Regions from separate parts of the Sus scrofa genome. Here region 1 is linked to region 2. The links are chromatin contacts, called in public Hi-C maps. All regions are on one chromosome and are shown on one strand. The core of a region is the stretch at or near the end of the contact, and the rest is flanking DNA. Distances in the headings are between cores, read along the strand shown. Region 1 overlaps GPM6B (neuronal membrane glycoprotein M6-b). Region 2 overlaps OFD1 (oral-facial-digital syndrome 1 protein).

Region 1 (3,181 bases), core at 519-3,018, 160 kb before region 2:
TGGAAACAACCTAAATGTCCATTGACAGACGAATGGATAAAGAAGATGCAGTACATGTACACAATGGAATATTACTCAGCCATTAAAAGGAAAGAAATAATGGCACTTGCAGCAACATGGATGGACCTAGAAATTATCGGGCTAAGTGAAATTAGACAGTGAAACACCAACATCATATTCTGTCACTTACACGTGGAATCTAAAAATAGAACACAATGAATTTCTTTGCAAAATAGATATTTACTCACAGACTTTGGAAAACTTATGGTATCCAAATGAGACAGGTTGGGAGGTGGGGGGATGCACTGGGGGTTTGGGATGGAAGTGCTAAAAAATTGGGTTGTGATAATCGTTGTACAACTATATAATAAAATTCATTCAGTAATTTAAAAAAAATTACAGCCTTCTCAGACCCTTTATAACTGCTTTCATGTTGCCTGGGATTCTGCAGCTGACACAGGCTGATCCCTATGAGAAAGTGGGGCATGAGAGTGAGTGCCTGATTCCCACCCCTCTCTGTATAAGTGAGTGTCCCTCTATGAGAAAGAAATAAAATGTATCCAGCCAAGAACAAATAGGAAGAAATCATCTGTTGAGTAATAAATGATTCTAGTTTGTCAGCCAATATTTAGCACCTTTAGTTAATCATCTTTTTTATAAGATGCCCAATGATAGATTCTAACCTAGGGTATTGCAGAGTAGGGCTTCTTAGACTGTAATGTACATCAGAATCACCTAGGGTTCTTGTTCACCTGCAGCTTCTGATTCAACAGGTGTGGGTTAGGGCCTGTGGGTCTGTATTTCTAAGAAGCTCCCGGGTGCTTCTGATGCCACTGGTCCAGGGATGCCACTTTCAGCCACAGAATCCTAGGACAACATGAAGGCAGTTATTAGGGATCCTCAAACTCTTAGAATTCCAGAAAGTGTGATTGGTACAACCACTATGGAAAACAGTATGGAAGTTCCTTAGAAAACTAAATAGAGAAGTACCATATGACTCTGCAATCCCACTCTTGGGCATCTATCCAGACAAAACTTTGCTTGAAAAATACACATACACCCATATGTTCATTGCAGCACTATTCACAATAGCCAAGACATGGAAACAACCTAAATGTCCATTAACAGATGAATAGATTAGGAAGATGTGGTATATATACAAAATGGAATACCACTCAACCATTAAAAATGACAAAATAATGCCATTTGCAGCAACATGGATTGAACTAGAAACTCTCATACTAAGTGAATTAAATCAGAAAGAGAAAGACAAATACCATATGATATGACTTATATCTGGAATCTAACATATGGCACAAATGAACCTTTCCACAGAAAAGAAACTCATGGACTTGGAGAACAGACTTGGGGTTGCCGAGGGGGAGGGAGTGGGATGGACTGGGAATCTGGGGTTCATAGATGCAAAGTGTTGCCTTTGAAGTGGATAAACAATGAGATCCTGCTGCATAGTGATGGTAACTATGTCTAGTCACTTATGATGGAGGATGATTTGAGAAAAAGAATGTGTGTATATATATGTGTGTGTGTTTGTGTGTGACTGGGTCACCATGCTGTACAGTAGAAAATTGACAGAACATTGTAAACCAGCTATAATGGAAAAAATAATCATTTTTTCAAAAAAGAATTTTAGAAAGTCTGAAGCAGTGCTTCTCAACCCCAGGCAATTTGCCCACCAGGGGTGTTTGGCAATGCCCACAGATACTTTTGGTTGCACATCTAGGAGACTTTGCTGGCATCTAGTGGGTAGAGGACAGAGATGCTGCTCAACATCCTACAGTGCACAGGACAGCTTCCTTCACAAAGAATGACTGGCCCTGGCTGTCGTTAATGCCAAAATTGGAAACTCTTGCCTAAAGGCAGTATTATGACCCACAGATTGAAGGTTTTTTGTAACAATAGAAGTAATCCCCAGTCATACAAGTAGCCCTTCTGCTCCTTGATGAGAGTGACGTTAACCCACTTTGGTAGCACTGACTAGTTTGTAGGGGCCACGTTCTGCTATTGACAAGAGTAGACATCACTGAACGATTTCAGTGGGGAGGGAAATGAACCTGGTAAGATAAAAGAAATGCAGTTAAGTTGATGAAAAGGAACACACTTTAGTCATCGCAAGATCTGCAGGCTGAGTCATCTGAGCTGTGGGCTGGAGGACGGGTGAGCTTGCCTGCACCTCCGTGGCGTGTAAACGTGGTGGACTGATGAGGCTACGCAGGCTTGGCTGGCAGGGTTTATTGGAGTGGTATGCGAGTGAGCCCATCTGGACATTTTTGGAACAAACTTGGGACATTCCTTTGGATTCTTGCATATGACTTGCAGCTGGGTAGGAAAGTGGTGCAATATTATGACCCACAGATTGAAGGTTTTTTGTAACAATAGAAATAATCCATTGTGGAAGACTCCGCCCCCAAGTGAGTACCAAATGGAGATTTGATGCATAGGTTTAGGTGTGCCCGCTCACCAACCAGTCTTGTTTTATGAGATGTACGTGGTGGGAGCATCTGGATTTTTCAGTGTCTTAATATAATCTGTGTGTATTTGAGTCATTTAAAGCAACAGCAGCCAGAGATGAAAGTAGCTCATCTGAGGATGGCTTGTTTGAAAGTTCTTTTCTGTTACATGTAATTTTCTGATTGGGTTCAAAGAATTTTAATATTAGGCAGTTTGCTCCCGAGAGAGGTGTGTAAACTTAGTTCTAAGTACAGTCTTGCTTGGAAGATAACATGGTAGTCAACCAGCGTCAACTGACTTGTGCTGATCCATTCACAGAAGGGAGAAAAGATTTGTTGGGTTATTTAAGATGATCTTTAAACTTGTTGACCCCAAAGGAGAGGAGCATCTAAAATACTGAATTTTAGCAAATCTTAAGACCAATGGAATTTTATAGACTAAGCTCAGCTGTTGGTCAAGAAACATTGGGCCCGTGTGTTATATATACTTAAGACAAAATCCAGACTTTTCCTACCAATAAAAACACGTCTGCCAAACAGTTGACTTCATCATCTGCAATAAATGTTCCTTATTTTTGGTTCCCACTGGTAGAATCAGATCAATTAGCTGAATCATCACAATTTTTCATGTCTAATTTTAAAAACACTGGACAACCCTATCTTCTACCTATTTGAATGTAATTCCTGTGGTTAGAGTGAACCCCATAAAATTG
Region 2 (3,060 bases), core at 386-2,885:
CACAATCCAAGCGCCCTTTAACCTAGTTATTCCACTTCTTTCCCCTTAGACAGCTATGCTGGCCCAAGGCACAAAAGACCTAACGCTGCACGGCAACTGCTTCTAACAGCAAAACCGAGCTACACAATAAAATCTCCATCAACAGGAAGTTAATTAAATACATCCCTTAAAAATAATTAGTCTAAGTATACAGCTAGAGATAAATATACTGGTGGATTAAAAAAAGCAAATCACACAATAGTTTATAACATGACCCCACTGATGAGTATATGGGTTTTAATTACATCTATAGAGACTTTAACACCCATCAACTAAATTCTAGTAGGATAAACAAGACACTCATTTTTGTTATCAGCAGAAAGTAAATGAGAGAGTATGGGCAAGAATTTCTATGTTTCTTTCACTTTATACCCTTCTGAATAGTTTGAAACTTCTAAAATAACTTATACTCAAGGCTTTTTAAAGTTTTCAGTTTCTTAGAACAGTTAAAGAGACTTCTACATCAAATCAAGAGCTTTTTTTTGACAATACTATAATACACTACTTTTTACTTCCCCTACTATAAATAGAAGCTCTGATCTTTCATATTCATTTCCTGGCAATTCTTTTCTGTCTCATCCACCCTCTTCTCCTGATGGTTTCTTGTCAGCCTGTTCTCACCTAACCGGAGCCTACTGTCATGCTGGGGCTGGATCTCAGTTCCCCCCATGGAGGAAAAAAAAATCAACATTTGGCAGAAATCAAGAGCCTGCAATACATCATTTTGAGAGGCGTGCTCTTCCACCTCAGCACTTCTGCTGTCATGGCCTTTCCTGCAGTGCATTCCGCAGGCCCCTAAGTAGCTCAACCCCCTCCCCTCCACGCACAACCCCCTCTAGGAAGCATTTCTCTAGTCTCCTCATTTAGGCAGTCATCTATATCTGCATGAACCCCTATTCTATACTTTGGTAATTATAATGCAGCATACTTCCGTAACTCATGTACATCACCCCATCTTTTATTTTGTTACTCCAATTGTTCCGGCTTTGGCTTGTGGAAGCACTTTCACTGTGGGTTTTTTCTTAAGCACTTCCTTAGGTTCTGGCACTGTAAGGGCTTCCAGGATCATCACGTAATAGTCCCCACTCCATTCCTGGAATTGACCACGGGTCCTAGGAGCCCTGGTTCCTATTCCTATGGAATGTCATTAGAAACCCTGTCTTAGGACTCTCAACGGGGCTCGAGGTGTGCTCATCACGACTAGGATGTCACTGCTTCTCCCCCTCAGCCTACAGAGCAAGGGAATGAGTGCACAATAACCTGTGTTTACATACTTACCTATAAATATCTCAATCACCTGTATCTACATGAAGCTAATTCACACTGCCGTCTACAACTAACCCATCCCCACATGGACCACTCCAGCCTCCGCCCCAATGTATCTGTGAGGTCCCACTCCGACAGCAAACACCTGGCTGCTGCCATCTACCAGCCATTTACTCGTTTAACTCCGTCACACATGTATCATGGTTTCAGGATGGTTACCCTGCACCCCCAACAAGAAGGAATTACCACCTTGAAGTCATAGTCTCTGAACAGTTCCTTCTGCCTGGAGCCTTAGTCTTCATTCCTTTCCCAAGTGAGTCAGCTGGGAAACTTGCTCCCCACCCCCTTCAGTGAGGTTACTATGGTTAGATTGTTTTGTCACAGTCTGCATTCCATCCTGGAATGACCTGAACTCCTAGATTTGCATACATGAAAGTTCACTCTTTATAAAGTGCTACAATGTTTTTTTTTTTTCTTTTTAGGACCACACCTGAGGCATATGGAAGTTTCCAGGATAGGGGTCGAACCGCAGCTACAGCTGCCAGCCTGCGCTACAGCCACATGGGATCCGAGCCACGTCTGTGATCTACATACATCACAGCTCACGGCAACGCCGGATCCCCAGTCCACTGAGCAAGGCGAGGGATTAAACCTGCATCCTCGTGGATACTCACTGGGTTCATTTCAACTGCGTCACAATGGAAGCTCCAAGTTCCACAAATTCTGACAAATGTCTAGTGCCATGTATCCTGCCATTACAGCATCCTAAGGATATTTTCAACACCCAAAAACAAATCCTTTGCTTCAGCTTTTTTTTTTTTTGTCTTTTGTCTTTTTAGGGCCACCCCCGCAGCATATGGAGGTTCCCAGGCTAGGGGTCTAATCAGAGCTACAGCTGCCAGCCTACACCACAGCCACAGCAATGCCAGATCCAAGCCCCATCTGCGACCTACACCACGGCTCATGGCAACGCTGGATCCTTAACCCACTGAGCGAGGCCAGGGATCGAACCCAAAATCTCAGGGTTCCTAGTCAGATTCATTTCTGCTGCGCCACGATGGGAACTCTTGCTTCATCTCTTAAGCCTTCTACCTCTTCCTTCCAAATTACTGGCAACCATGGGTGTGTTTACCATCTCAATAGCTTGGCATTTTTCCACAATGTCACATCAATCATGTAGCCTTTGCACACAGGCTTCTTACATTAATACGCACATAGGATTTATTTATCTCTTTGCATAGCTTGACAGTTCATTCCCTTTAGCTGAATAGGAGTCCCCCGTCTAAGGTACCACAGCTTGTTTATTCATTCACCTCTTAAATGACATCTTGGTTGTTCCCAATTTCTGGCAAGTATGAATAAAATTGCTACAATCATCCATGTGCAGCTGTCTGTGTGAACTTAAGTTTTCAAATCAGTTGGGTAAATACATAGAGCCAAGGCTGTCCGACTGTACGCTAAGAAAGCACCTATCTCCCCGGGTGGCTGCACCATTCTGTATTCCCACCAGCAGTGAGCGAGAGCTCCTGTTGTTACACATCCTTGTCAGCACCCAGGGTTGTAGGTGCTCTGGATTTTAACTATTCTAATAGGTGTGGGGTGTTATCTCATTTTTGCTTTAATTTGAATGTCTCTAATAACAAACAATGTGGAGCAACTTTCTATATCCTTATCTGCCATCTGTATGTCTTCTTTGGAAAACTGTCTGTACTGAAACTTTGCCCATTTTTAAATTGAGTTGTCTCTTTAGTGTTG

The links. Hi-C and Micro-C count contacts between places; a contact is called where the count stands out from the background.
Region 1: a contact with region 2 is called in a Hi-C map of embryonic fibroblasts, with 2.5 times the contacts expected there. The contact joins two enhancer-like sites. A contact is called at or near these places in 1 of 47 Hi-C or Micro-C datasets (embryonic fibroblasts) and 1 of 2 datasets of contacts at active chromatin or transcription factors (alveolar macrophages).

What each region holds. Positions count from the first base shown.
Region 1 is chrX:10,543,313-10,546,493 of Sscrofa11.1, reverse strand. All of the region lies in intron 1 of GPM6B (neuronal membrane glycoprotein M6-b), which reads left to right. Among named protein-coding and RNA genes, the nearest start is that of GPM6B, 38 kb to the left of the region's middle. Within about 2 kb of position 1,768, at least 7 of the 83 cell types and tissues checked have an H3K27ac peak or open chromatin away from gene starts, as enhancers often do. A contact at or near this core is called in embryonic fibroblasts, where this site is marked.
Region 2 is chrX:10,380,381-10,383,440 of Sscrofa11.1, reverse strand. All of the region lies in intron 4 of OFD1 (oral-facial-digital syndrome 1 protein), which reads right to left. Among named protein-coding and RNA genes, the nearest start is that of TRAPPC2, 16 kb to the right of the region's middle. Within about 2 kb of position 1,635, at least 1 of the 83 cell types and tissues checked has an H3K27ac peak or open chromatin away from gene starts, as enhancers often do. A contact at or near this core is called in embryonic fibroblasts, where this site is marked.